2 separate regions of the Nothobranchius furzeri genome follow, and region 2 is linked to region 1. A link is a contact called in public Hi-C data. All regions are on one chromosome and are shown on one strand. Each heading gives the region's core, a stretch centred on a gene start, on an enhancer-like site or on the middle of the called end of the contact. The rest is flanking DNA. Distances are from core to core; before and after follow the strand shown.

Region 1 (6,866 bases), core at 2,955-5,454:
ATTTAGACTAAGATGAGTGTTACTGATACAAACTAAACATGTTACTGAAATGTAGGTCAAATATATAAAAATATTGTAACTATAAATATCAGATGGAAAAAGGAACTAAACACCAATCTGATGCATGTTATTGAGCCTTTCATAATAAGAGTCCGTTATTTCAGCCTGATAATTTTGTTGTTTTATTTCATATTTTTAGCAGCAAACCAGTTTAGTTTCACTTGAAACGTTGTCAAATGTAATATTCCACGAATCAACAGAAGCTTAGATTAGAACACTTAACGAAAACATATTTGGCCTTTAAAAAGGTGAGGCAGTTGAATGCACAAGAGTACGCATGTGCTGGTGCACGGTCAGGATGGTACCGCCTCTGCCTCAGTCTGAGCCAGGAACAACCCGGAATGCTGCCAGTTTGCTGCAACATTGAGCCGGCATCGGGGAACCTTAGCTCGTTTATAAGTGGTCAGATGTTGGTGGTAATGTTGCGCAATCGTGTCCTTTACAAAACATCCTGCAATGGCGTTCTAAAGGGGGTCTGGGGCGGTCTCTGTGCTGGTGCAGACTTCCATTTATCTTGGACATAACTTTAGTCGTGCTCATTATGTTTCTTTGACAGGCCGCTCCTAAAGGTGGCTGTCCCCCACAGCCCCCGTGATCTGACCCCCAGCTCTAACGTAGTGAAGCTCCTGGAGCTCGGCATCCCTCCCGTTTATCATCTCGGCTAGATCTCTTTAAAAATGGTTTATTTCATTTTTAATATGGTTGCCGGCCGGAGATGGGCAGCAACTCCCCATGTGATCATGACACCTCCCTCTGTTGTGCCACGCTGTAATGCTGCACACCTGGCCACGCCGCCACGACACAGTCATAAGACGCTGTCAGCTTTGTCGTATATTTAATTTCATGACCAGATCCTGTGGAAGTGAAAGGTGCATCATCTCTGATGACCCTTCTGTTGGCTCCAGTTAGTCACATGGTTTACAACACTGCATTAAGATTTGCAGAAATAAATGATAAAATATGATATTTTTAGAATAAAACGCTCAATTAAAACAGTTTATGTGTCTGTTCAGATTTGACTAATCAGAGTAATAACAAGTAGGATCAGATAAATAAGGGTGAAGCTTATTAAACATGTTTCCACTCTAGATTTGAATGTCATTTATGGTATAAAGGTTGTTGTTTTTCCACTGAAGATCTCATCTGATCACATTTAGAGTTGATTAGATCCTGTTTTGGTTCACTTGTGTTTTTCTACCCTGTAGTTTACCCTTCCTGCCTCGTGTTGTTGAAGCATTTCCCCTCTGCTGTTTAATTCAGTTTAAACACACAGCTGTATCAGTTTCTAGCTGCACGAGTGTGTCTTGGCCTAAGAGAGAGTCCCCAGTCTGGGTGTGGAAGACTTCTGTAAAGGTTCAGACCGCAGTGCGAGCGCCTGGTAGGGACCGGGTTTCATGTATGACGGCTGTGTTTGTTTCCTCCAGCCAAATTGAACGGGAAGAGTTGGAGATGGAGTACAAGCAGAAGTATGAGACAGAGCGGATCCAGCTCACCGAGGAGAAAAAGAAGCTGTCCAGTGAACTAGACAAGGTACGGTATCTGCTGTGGAGCTCTGCAGAATAAGACGAGCTGCTCTGTTTTCTCTTCAGAGCCTCCTGTCCTGCTGTCTCAGCTTCTTACTGCTCCTGCAACCCCTGCTAACCCCGTCTGACGGCTCAACTCCTTCATCACATTCCTTCCTCCGCCCCTCTCCCGCAGCCGTGCCAAAGAAAAAAACACGGTTAAATAAAAGACTGCTGCACGGTGTGATGGAAGGACCCTGGATCCTGGCCTGTTGGCTTTGGAAGTGGCTCCTGGAAGATCAGGAGGGCCCCAAGTGAAATGGTTTCTAGTAGGTGGGAGGCATCTTAACAGCAGGAGGAAAACGTGACTTGTTCTGAAAAGCTGCCACTGATAAAATGTAGAGGATATTTATTGCTACTGCTCTTTTCTATTCATGTAGTTTGAAAAGCTTAATCGATCCGCTTTTTCGTTCCAATCAATCAATCAACTTTATTTTTAAAGCACTTTCCACACGTTCCTAGGTGGTCCAAAGTGCTGGGCATGACATAAACAAGAACAAAACCAGTGAAAGAACAACAAAGTTGATACAGACAATAAAACAATACATTGTTCACCGCAGGGAGCACAATGCTGAAGGCTAAAGAGCACAAACAGGTCTTAAGCTGATGTTTCAATTATTGCAATGACGGAGTGGAGCAGTAGAGGGCGACGTCGTTCTCACGTAAAACAATAGTTTTTATTAAACTGTAAAAAAAAGAACAAAGACATGGATTACGAGGAAAAGCACAGAAAGAACGAACAAAGTAATACCAGGAAGGCAGTTCTACTCCACCACAGTAGTAATCACAACAGAAGTGCGTAGCTTCATCAGCAGCTGCCTACGCAAAGTAATGAGTATGCATCGGCCAGAAACCATCACAACAGGAAACATGGCTGAAAACTAATCAGCTGCCTGCAGAAGAAGGAATAAAGAAATGCAGAGGCATAAAATCATATGGACAGAATTACTAGACTAGCCCTAAGATGGAACCCACAAGGAAAACTGAGAAGAGGTTGAGAAAGAAACATCTGGCACCAACATCTGGAAGTAGAGGTCAAGACCATGAAAATGACATGGAAACAAGTTGAAGGCTATGTTTCCTGACTATCTCTTCTAATGGCAGTAGGTACACAGCAAACAAGAGAGGTCCAAGAATGGAGCCCTGTGGTACCCCCATGTAAGGTCCATGCTGGAGGATGAATGCAGGTTAATACATGAGGGGAACGTTTTCACTTCATTTAAATTATAAACCGCTTCAAATTCTTTCCAAAGGGTTTTCTGAAGTTCTTTATCAGATTTACGTTATACAACTCTGGCTGTTGGTCTCTCTTAACCATTTTAGCTGTGACTGGGGGGGGGGGGGGGGGGGGGCGCTTCAACACAGGCAGTTGTTTTCCGCTTGGTCCTTGTGCTCAACCAGAGCCTCTAATACAGTGTAATGTTGTTTATGGACGGTAAAAAGTGCAGGGGACAAAAATGGGGGGACATGTACCCCCCAAAGCTACATCCATGATCTTAACTGATCACTTGAGAAACGGCACATTCTATAAAAATATGCTGAATAACGCTCCTGAACATTCATAACTGGCTTTACATCAACAAATAAAGGAGTCGTGGTTTTCATGTGATTAAATCCAGGAAATGATCCTGATTCTACGGGGTTGCATTCAGAAGCACAACACCACACTGAGAAGAGCTCTTAGCTCTTGGCTGCTGTTACTGGTTCCATCAGCGGCTCTGGACTGGTTCATGTGTGGAAGACCAACAGCAGTCAGGCCTGGACGGCACCTGTGTGGTTGGTTTCCAGTGTGAAACTCTGCTACTGCTCTGCTGATGACAGACATGTTTTATGAGCTCACACGACTTCAGAAATGGTTACAAACCAGTTTTTGGACCCAGCGATCTCAAACACCGTTCAATAGCTGCCTCAGCTGTCCTGGCCAGGTGCAACGCACCAAACACGTACCTGCAAAGGGAGGATTTAAGCAATCAGGCCGTTTGAGACCTGTAATGTTGTCATGGTTATGTCTCCACACACACACACACACAACGTGGTCTACGTGTGTGTTCAGTGCCAGCTGTGGCTCACCCTGTTGAATTCATTCGATGATCTGTGTGTTTGCTCAGTTGACCACCATGTTTGAGAAGGTGAGCAGCTCTAACCGGCAGCTGGAGGATGAGATGAGGGAGCTGGCAGATAAGAAGGAGAGTGTGGCTCACTGGGAGGCCCAGATCACAGAAATCATCCAGTGGTAAGCCTCGCAACAACCCCCCCCCCGAACACTTCCTTCCTCACACACACGCAGCGAGCTTCTCGTGTGTCCCAAAGTCCAGCTCCGAGGCGTCTACGCTCCCACTCATGCTATGGCTCAAGCTGAGACGTGCACGCCAGCAGTGTGTTGGGTTCCTTTCTACTGTAAATTTGCAGCGTGTGTCACATACCTCTGGGGATGGTGGAGCTGCTCGACCCGCCCTCCTCTCAGATCCTCTCCGATGGCAGCTGACACCTCGCCAGCTGCTCAGCCTCTCTCTGGTGGACGAGCCTAAAGGCTTCACATAGCACACATGCCACACACACATTCAGCATCACGGCCACAGCACATTCCAAACATACACACCAATGTCTGAACTTGCCCCTGGAATTGGTGACCAGTGTTGCCCCCTGGTGGTGGTGCAGTGCAGCTGCAAGGGAGAAAATCTGGAACAAGGATGTTCTAAAAGCAGCTTCTTTCTCCTCCTCCTCCTCTTGTGTTGGTAGACCGTTTTAAGCACTGGCTTCTGCCTGAGATTCCTCAAAATCTTTGATTTTTAATAATATTTGAAAGTTTACCTGAATAGTTTAGTTTGTAGAGAAAGGAAGGAAATTTAGAGCTCATAATTTCTGTTTGTGGATTTATAAATGGTCACTAGTGTGTGTGTGTGTGTGTGTGTGTGTGTGTGTGTGTGTGTGTGTGTGTGCGTGCGTGTGTGTGTGTGTGTGTGTGTGTGTGTGTGCGCTGCAGGGTGAGCGATGAGAAGGATGCTCGAGGCTACCTTCAGGCTCTGGCCACTAAGATGACGGAGGAGCTGGAGGGTCTGAGGAGCAGCAGCCTGGGAGCCAGAGCCACGGTAACAAACGTCTCCTCTAGAAGCCGACTGTGTTGGTCTGAGGTTGTAATTTACTCTTCAGCTGTAGCAGCACATGAGTTCACACTAAACCGTCTCCGTACCACGTCAGTCATGGACGTTAGGGCTGCTCGATTATGGCAAAAATAATAATCACGATTATGGTGACTGAAATTGAGATCACGATTATTTAGGACGATTTTTCTATTTATGTTGACTTTATTTGTTTTTATTCAGTCATAAAACTGCTCAGGGCACAATCAGGACAAAAATAAATAAGAAACAAGATGATCACTAAAATAACTCCTGATTCCCAGTATAAAAAGACCAATATACTTACAGCTCATAGTTTATGACCCAAGGGCTATAGACCTTGGTTTAACTCATTTAAGTCTAACCAGTACAGACCCAAATACCAATATCTGGCAAATACTGACAGCAAGAATTATACAGTGGCATTTATAACAAATAAATGCAAATAAATTGATGTTCATAAAATGTTGCATAACATTTATTTAGTCATGTCAAGGTGCTGTAGGAGAGTGCACTAGCACCGTGTCCTCAGAGAGATTAGTTATTATTCATCAGCGTGAGGAACTTATTTCTACCTTATTTATAAACTATTTACAAGTCCATCAGTTAATATAATAATTGTCCCAACCACAGCTGCACACACACCTCCCAACCCGGTCTCACAGCAATCGGGGCAAGCTGCACGTGTGTTTAGCACGCGCACATTTAGCCGTTTTTAGTGGCTCAGGAGTCCGCAGGTGTGGTGTGTGTCACTCACTCTGGTTAATCCAACAGGGAGCCGGCTCCGAGAGCCGTTTCTTTAGCGACCGACACATCACTACATCATTCCCTTTCCTAATGCTGTGAAGAACGGTACGGAGCGCAGGCGGAGTGTTTAGCTAACCTGCAGGAAATGTCGACGACAGTTATCCAGAAAGTAGCTAAGGGTTACCAGAGATGTTTCTGAGGTGTTCGTTAGGCACTTTTAACATTTAAAAAGTCAAGAAGGGGGTCTGAGAAGCTGTTAGAAATAGCGTCAAAGTCGCCAAGTTGACAAACACCCTAGGAAGAGCGCTTCATTTGTAACTCAGGGCAGCGCAAGTGGGAGGGGCAAATAATCGGCTTGTTTTGTTTTTTATAATCTTTCAAAACTCAGATCGTAATCGTGATTAAATTTCGATTAATTGAGCAGCCCTAATGGACGTAGTAGCATGTCTCACCTCAGCACCTCGTTTTCTACGAAGACCTTCAGTTCTATCGTGAAGTTGATGTTATTTAGCTTCAAAGCAAGTCCAGCTCATTGAGAGCCACTGTCCCCGGCTGCAGGCGCTCATGTTGGTCCATGAAGCTGCTTCTTTCACAGGCAGCTAGAATGGGCTGTTTGGTCATTTATAAACACCACTGTTGTGTGTGGGAACGCAGGCTAACCCAACCTGCATGTGGAGACCAGGGCCAGGGGTAGACTCGCCCCTGTTGCACCAAAGCTGGGATGTAAAACATGACTTCCTGTCCTCTGTGTTTCAGGACATGCCATGGAAAATGCGACGCTTTGCCAAGCTGGACATGTCTGCGCGTCTGGAGCTGCAGTCTGCCCTGGACACTGAGATCAGAGCCAAGCAGAGCATCCAGGACGAGCTGAACAAGGTGAAGGCCGACAGCATCTCCACCGAATGGTAAGGACTCGTCACCGTGACGCCGGCTTCTCCTCGAGTCCAGGAGCTGATGTGCTGTTGTCTCCGGTCTTCCAGTAAACTGCGGGAGGTGGAGACTGAAAACCAGGAGCTGCTGGCGGAGATCGAGCGGCTGAAGAAGGAGACCGAGGAGCTGCGGCTGCGAAGGGGTAAACGCAACATTTAAAGGTTACTAGCCGTAGCTAAAGTCCTGATGCAGCCCGGGCTCTGACGGACTCGGTGAGTGAGTGTTGATGAAGGAAGAAGGTTCGTCTGTAGTCAGCAGCTCTAGGCTCAGCTTTAGTGCACGTGAGCGTGCACAAGAAGGTAATGTCACGGAGGCCGTATGAAAGCCCTGCAGGCGTTGGTCCCGTGACCCCTTCAGTCATCTTGTGATGCTTTAATGAGTTTGTTCTGTGTCGATAGGTGTCAAGCACCAGGATTCCCAGAATTCCTTCTTGGCTTTCCTCACTGCT
Region 2 (6,866 bases), core at 2,939-5,438, 76 kb before region 1:
GCGTGTTTGGTGAGTACTGATGGGGGGAAGGAGGGAAAAGATGACATTTATCAGCGGAGAAAAGTAGCGTTAGCTCCTCGGCTAACAGCTAGCTAGCAGGCTGCCTCCTAAGCCCGTGTCGCCCTTCATTCCTGGAGCAGAGGAGGGGCGCTGGGCTTTGTAGCATTGCGGATCTGCTTTAGAGTCCAGGCTAGCTGGAAGAATGGAGAAACCGCTGCCACAGCACCAGCTCCCGGGGCTCTGTTGAAGGCGTCGACTTCCCGCATCCAGTTTCTCATCCTGGGAAAAGCAGGAAACTGCCCGGCAGCGCCGTGATCTTCCACATCTATCAAAGAGGAAAGCTCACCGGCCTGGGACAGCCTGGCTCTGTAAGTGGGAGCAGCTTTTTCCTGGGGATTAAACATGGCCCAGTGCTGTACGTCTGCCCCCACCGCCTGGACATCGTATCTTTAGAGGGGGGCCATGAACTAGCCCACCCCAACACAAAGTTTGGTTATTTTCTCCACAAAGTGAGAGGACACCTCTGCAGGCCCAGGAGGATATTTTCTTTCTTTAAGATTCTTTCACCATCGTTACTTTGAAGCCATGTCGGGAGAGGTGCGTCTGAAGAAGCTGGAGAAGCTGATCCTGGACGGACCAGCCCACTCCAGTGGCCAGTGTCTGAGTGTGGAGACGCTGCTGGACGTCCTGGTCTGCCTCTATGATGAGTGCAACAATTCCCCCATCAGACGAGAGAAAAACATCCTGGAGTTCATGGACTGGGGTGAGTTACCTTTCCAGTTTAATTCCATGTTTTGGTCCCAGTGTGGTAAGATGAAAACGCTAGTGGTGCAGCGGCCCTCCCTTAACCATCACATTCCTTTTATAGTAGTACTGAGGCTCACTTTGGCCTGCTCTCCTCCTCCTCACCCTCTGCTTTGATGTAATCAGAAGTTCTGTACTGACAGAGAAGTCCGAACCCCTGTTGTCTCCACAAGCACCCTTCAAGAAGGACCCGCCTTCACCTGAGATCTAAACCTGTTCAGTAGTTGAATCAGTTTGACTTCACAGTGGAGAAAGACTACAGTAGATGATTATTACTATTAAACTGCTGCAAAGGCGGTGAATAATTTTTCATTAAAGAGATGCATGTGTAGAGCTCAACCAAGAATCACAAAGTCGCACCAGTTCTGGTTTTAGTAGCGGGACCATCGTAGGAGGCTGATGCACCGCTTCAGTAGAGCTGATTTAAATCCACGCTTTCCATAGGCATCCCAGTAGATTTTATTCTCAGCCAGCTGGGGTTGTCAGTTATGGGCCATTCCCATCTGTACCGGGTCGGCCCGGGCCGGGTAGCCCCAGTTGGCCCCAGCCTGGCCCGGTTGATTCCACACATCCTTGTCTTAAGCCCATGTGGTCTGATTCTACCCACCAATCAGAGGCTTGCTCTAATGGAAGGTGTGAATTTGCTGTCAGCAGTGGGTGTGTTGGCCCTGGTCGGCCTGAAGCAGACCCCCTCGAGAAGAGGGCTGAGAATGAGCCTTGGTCGGCCCGGAAAAATACCAGGCCACCCAGATATGTAAACAACCTACGCTACCCGGCCCGGGCCGACCCGGTACAGATGGGAATGGCCCAGTAGAGGGATGTAGTTTTTGTTTACAGCCTGTGGGGTTGCTGCGTCCATGCTAGCTAATGCTGCTGCGCCTGCATTTGTAATTCAATACCACCTGGCAAAAATGCTCCAGAGTTGTTTAAAGAACCAAACCAGTAAACAGGAGTGACCCAGAAGTTATTTCTTATGGGGCTGCAGCTATCGAATATTTTTGTAATCGAGTACTCTATCGAATCTTTTATCGATTAATCGAGTACTCTAATAAATTACTCTTTTGCATTTTTAAACCATTATATCAAATAGCATGTTATAAAAAACGAAAGACCTCTTGAAATGAGCAAGCAATTGCCAGTCATTCTTCAAGTTTTATTCAAAATTAGTTTTCAAAACCAACTTTACTTCACAGTAAACAAATGTGAGCGGCTGCGGCCCAAACAGCACCAGAACCCCTCACGGCGCATGTGCAAACATGGCTCGCCAGCCGTTTCCCTATTAACACACATTCGTTTTCATTTCTACACTTTTTGTCTCACACTAACGAGGATTGTCGAAAGCGTGTTTGCCGTGGTTTTGTCAAATTACACTGATCACACAACATTTATTTACTTTCTTTCGTTTTCCTCCGCCGCTCATAAATACCCGTGTCCTGCAGAAATCCTGAGGGACAACGGACGTCAATAACAACACAGTAAAAAGTCCAACGTGTTGTAAAAACTGCTATTTTTAGCACATTTCAAGTCCGACGTGTTGCTACCAGACGTACGGTGTGAGTGCTACAAACAAAAAAGTCGCACAGCGTCTGCAGGATATATAGAAATACAGGCTAAAACACATTATCTTGTAGAGGCTCCGAGTCCGCGTGCAGAAGTGACGTTTACATGTGGATGTTTCCTGGTCAGGTTGCAGCATGGAGGATGTGGTGTTGTGGTAGGCTAGATCCATTTAACAGTATTTACACTGGACTACGTTTCCCGCCTTACGACGTGAAAAATGCTCCCACACCTTTGGCATTTTGTGTCTTTTTCGCACTCCACCGGGGTCCACGTTGTCCGCCATGACTTAAGAGAAAGTTAAGTTGCGTTCGCCACTCGCGTGTGCATTCAGTGCAGTGTGTATGTGCGCCACTTATTTCGGTCCGGGTGAAACGTGACCCCGGGTGGCTGCAAAGCCATGAATTAATTAAACGTGAATTAAACGAAGCCTCGAGGCAGATAATTTGACTCGAGGCTGTTTTGTACTCGAATTATTCGAGGTACTCGAGGAATCGTTTCAGCCCTAATTTCTTGTACTTCTAAGAAGCCACGACATCTTTTAGTTTTATTCTAATATCAAGTACAGAAGGCTAGAGGCTAATGTTGAGTTAACAATGCTAACAATGAGTTGGAGGCAAATAGTTGGCTCTAAAATATCTCGGGCTACTTTTCGATGACTAACAAATGGATATTACAGTGAAACGTATTTGTCTCCTTGTGAACTCGCTGTGTATGACTCGTCATCTAGAATCTTCTGGTGCTGGTCCGAAACCATTAACAGCCATAAAACTCCCAGAACTGGAGTGAGTCACTCAGTTGTTTTCAAAATAGAGTGTAGTACCCAAATCTGACCACAGGATGTCATTATTTTGTCCCACAGAAATCGTCTGACAGGCATTCAACCACAGCAGACGGGTTAAAGAACAAGTGGACTTGGTCTTTAACATAGTTTATTTGATTTCCAAAAGAAATTCCTACTAATTGGAAAATGGTGATTCTGGAACACCAATGATTCCGATCATCCTGAATATCGACCGGTTCTGATCACCAACAGAGCTTTTAGTGCCTCAGTTAAAGACCGTACACACACATGTTATTACTATATTATTACTTCTTAACATGGTGCAAAGGTGGTAAATGAAGAATATCAAGAATTAGTACTAAAACCGCCAAAGACGGCATATTTAGAGAATATCGACGTAAACGAGGGTTTGATGTTGCGTCTGAAATTCTTCGGTCTTTTAAAGTTGTGCACTGAGGTCAGGGAAAGGTGACGAGACACCTGTTGTGTGTGTGTGTCTGTGACTAACTGGTTTGAGCCGTTGGAAAGCTTTCATTAAAACCAGTATTTCCATTTACAGGAATAGTTATGACATTTCAAGTTGATTAAATAATAGTTAACGGCTTTTCTCTTCCGTTAATCATAGTTTTGAGTCATTTTTGGCCCCAAAAACATCAAAAAGCTGTAGGCCAGAATCAGAGTAAGCAGCTGGCGACGAGGCGCTACCCAGTACGCTGAAGGATATTAGAGGAAAGAGTTTGATATAAATCCAGGAAAGATCCAATAAACATGTCCTCTCCTCCAGGCGACCTTTAATCCCTCTTCTGTAAAGTTGATGCCTCGTTGCTGCAACCCTCCCCAGATTAGTCTCCATGTTTTCCTTTGCATGGGTGCAGGAAAACACTTGTCGACAGTCGTCTTGGCTGGACGCACATCAACGTTTCTCACAAGTTTTTAGTTTGGTAGCTGTCGCTTTCATTCGTTACGTCACACACACGGCAAGCGCTGTGCCTTTCCAGCAGGACTGTGTGTGTGTGTGTGTGTGTGTGTGACATTGGGGTTTGGTTTGTGCAGGAAGCAGGAATGTGAACAACTCACCTTTTTTATCTGGCACAGAGGCCCAGCTCACTGCCAGAGCATGCCTTCTCGGCCTGCTTGTCTTTTCCAAGGCCTAAAAACAAGTGCTGAGGCGGCGCAGCGTCGGATTCCTCTTCTCTCTCAGGCAGAAACACGAATCAAGGCAGATTATTAATACAAGAGACGATGAGGAACTGAGTGGCGTGTGCGGTGACCTCTGTGTGACAGACCTGTGAAACATTTCAAAGAGGAAGGTCAAACAGGCAGCGGCTTGGCGTTGCCACTGACCTGCTGCGTCAAACACAAACAGGAAGGCATTTAAGTGCAGCCAAATGGTGGGGGAGCTTGGCTGTGGAGGCCAAGTTGGTCTGCCCCCCCAGTCCCCATCTGAACAGCTCCTTGTTGTATGAATGCTAATAGCTCTGCCTGAAGGTGTCAGCTGTGTGTTAGTACCGGTGTAAAGAAACGCTTCACTTCAAAGTAAAAGTTCTGGCTCTGGTGGTCCGGTCCTCAGCTGACGGGCAGTACTTAGCAGGCCTCCCAACAACGCCGGCGTGCCCTAGCCTTTAAAGAAACACACCGTGCCAAGTGGTGACTTCATCCTGACGTTTCCTAGTGGTGACACTCGAGCCCTTCGACTGAGCTCGGCAGGACGCAACACCCGACCCACAGATGTGCCGTTACTGTGGAGCGGTTCCATGTTGCTGCTGCTCGCTGCGTCCTGCCTCTGAGGGTGAACGTCTCACCCCTCCTTTCCACTGGATGTGAAAACAACCGCAAACATACTTTGTGAAGTGTATAGCGCTGCCTTTATAGTGGACGGGGTCCTTTCCAGCAGTTTTGGATGCGTCCCTGAAGCGAAGGGATGCGACCATTACATTTTGAGCCTGTCGCTTACGCGCTACGCTGCCAAAACTTATCAAACTCTGCAGTTTAGTTCATGCCAGGCAGGAAGTCAAACATGAAGGCGGTGTAAAACCTCTGGAAGTGTTCTAAATTAGAGTCAAGTGCACCTAAATGTACATCACTTCCTGTGAATCCTGCTTCGCCGACGTAAACACAACATAAAGTAAACCACAGACCTTTATGGTGTTGCCGTTCTCCTGTGTGGGTCCTTGTACTTTTATAAATTACTCATTTAACTGAAGCAAACATCTCTGTTGTGAACTAAATTTACTGTATCTTCATTCCTTTTGCCGTTCATTTTCAAACTGTTGATTTTTCCTACTCGGAAGTCGGATTTCCCGAGTACCGAGCAGAAAGTGAAAGCACCATTAGCTGCTAGCAACGGAAGCTAAACTATCAAGCTGATGTAGTCTAAACAGTTTATGTAGCTGCTGGAGCAGATCAGGATGATGGTAGCTTGCATTAAGTGACGTGGACCCAAACTCGTTCTGCCACGCTCGGCTCACATCTCACCTGCAGCCACCGACGACATGATGCTCTTGCGCCGGTGCTGCGGTCTGTCTTGGGAAATCAGGTACCAGAACAAGGCACCATTTCATATCACGTGAATCGGTCCTTGGTCGGTACCTTGAATAGTACTGAACACAGTACCCATCCCTGTTTATCGTTTAAAAGTTAGGGGGTGGACGCCTAACCTGGAAGGATGAGCGAAGTGTTGCTTTAAATGGGTGGATGGCTTATGCTCATTGGCCATGCTCATTGGATTTCACTGGAGTAAACTGAAGAACTGCATTGTGAAGTGTTTTAATAAAGTCTTTCATTTGCTAAATCAGCAGTCGGACACACGCACCCAGTATCACTAAAGTCCGATTCTGGCTGATGCGACGACCCGTCTACCGGAGAGAAAACCCCGCCTGTGTGGGACAGCCAGCAACTACAGAGTGACAGGATTAGGGTCAAGTCTAGTCTTGTCCTAAAACGTTTGTAACGTGTCGCCACTCCCATGTCTTCCTTTGTTTCTGGTAGAACATCCAGCCGCGTGGTCAAAGGAAGAGAGCAGCTCACCTGTTCCATGTGCACGTTTAGCCGTGTTTGGCCCACACGAGCGACTATCACACAGTTTACCTGTGAGAAGGGACGAACTCGTAACGCAGCTTAATTCTGTATGTAGGAAAATTATTCAAGATGGCGCCAGGAAAAATAAGACCTCCAGCTTTTGCGGGCCTTTGTAGTTCACTGTGTGTGTGTGTGTGTGTGTGTGTGTGTGTGTGTGTGTGTGTGTGTGTGCGCGTGTGCGTGTGCGTGTGTGTGTGCGCGCGTGTGTGTGTGTGTGTGCGTGCGCGCGCGTGTGTGTGTGTGCGCGTGTGTGCGCGTGCGTGTGTGCGTGTGTGTGTGCGTGCGTGTGTGTGTTTGTGTGTGTGTGTGTGTGTGTGTGCGCGCGTGTGTGCGCGTGCGTGTGTGTGTGTGCGTGTGTGTGTGTGCGCGTGTGTGTGTGTGTGAGTGTGTGTGTGTGTGTGTGTGTGTGTGTGTGTGAGTGTGAGTGTGTGTGTGTGTGTGTGTGTGTGTGTGTGTGTGCGCGCGCGTGCGTGTGTGCGTGCGTGTGTGCGTGTGTGTGCGTGCGTGTGTGTGTGTGCGTGCGTGTGTGTGTGTGTGTGTGTGTGTGTGTGTGTGTGTGTGTGTGTGTGTGTGTGTGTGTGTGTGTGTGTGTGTGTTTCTACACAACAATACATCAAAAGCAAACGTTGAAGCAGCATGTGCC

What was found. Hi-C and Micro-C count contacts between places; a contact is called where the count stands out from the background.
Region 2: a Hi-C map of skeletal muscle shows a contact between it and region 1, with 5 times the contacts expected there. The contact joins two enhancer-like sites. A contact is called at or near these places in 2 of 2 Hi-C or Micro-C datasets (skeletal muscle and tail fin).

Annotation. Positions count from the first base shown.
Region 1 is chr2:29,889,964-29,896,829 of NfurGRZ-RIMD1, reverse strand. It overlaps cdc42bpab (CDC42 binding protein kinase alpha (DMPK-like) b), which reads left to right. Exons shown (of 44, transcript XM_070545663.1): 18 at 1,485-1,590; 19 at 3,731-3,855; 20 at 4,606-4,711; 21 at 6,245-6,393; 22 at 6,469-6,560; 23 at 6,817-6,866. Among protein-coding and RNA genes, the nearest start is that of cdc42bpab, 79 kb to the left of the region's middle. Within about 2 kb of position 4,204, at least 1 of the 3 cell types and tissues checked has an H3K27ac peak or open chromatin away from gene starts, as enhancers often do. A contact at or near this core is called in tail fin, where this site is marked.
Region 2 is chr2:29,965,688-29,972,553 of NfurGRZ-RIMD1, reverse strand. cdc42bpab (CDC42 binding protein kinase alpha (DMPK-like) b) reads left to right here and starts at 359. Exons shown (of 44, transcript XM_070545663.1): 1 at 359-763. The coding sequence starts at 586. Within about 2 kb of position 4,188, at least 1 of the 3 cell types and tissues checked has an H3K27ac peak or open chromatin away from gene starts, as enhancers often do. A contact at or near this core is called in tail fin, where this site is marked.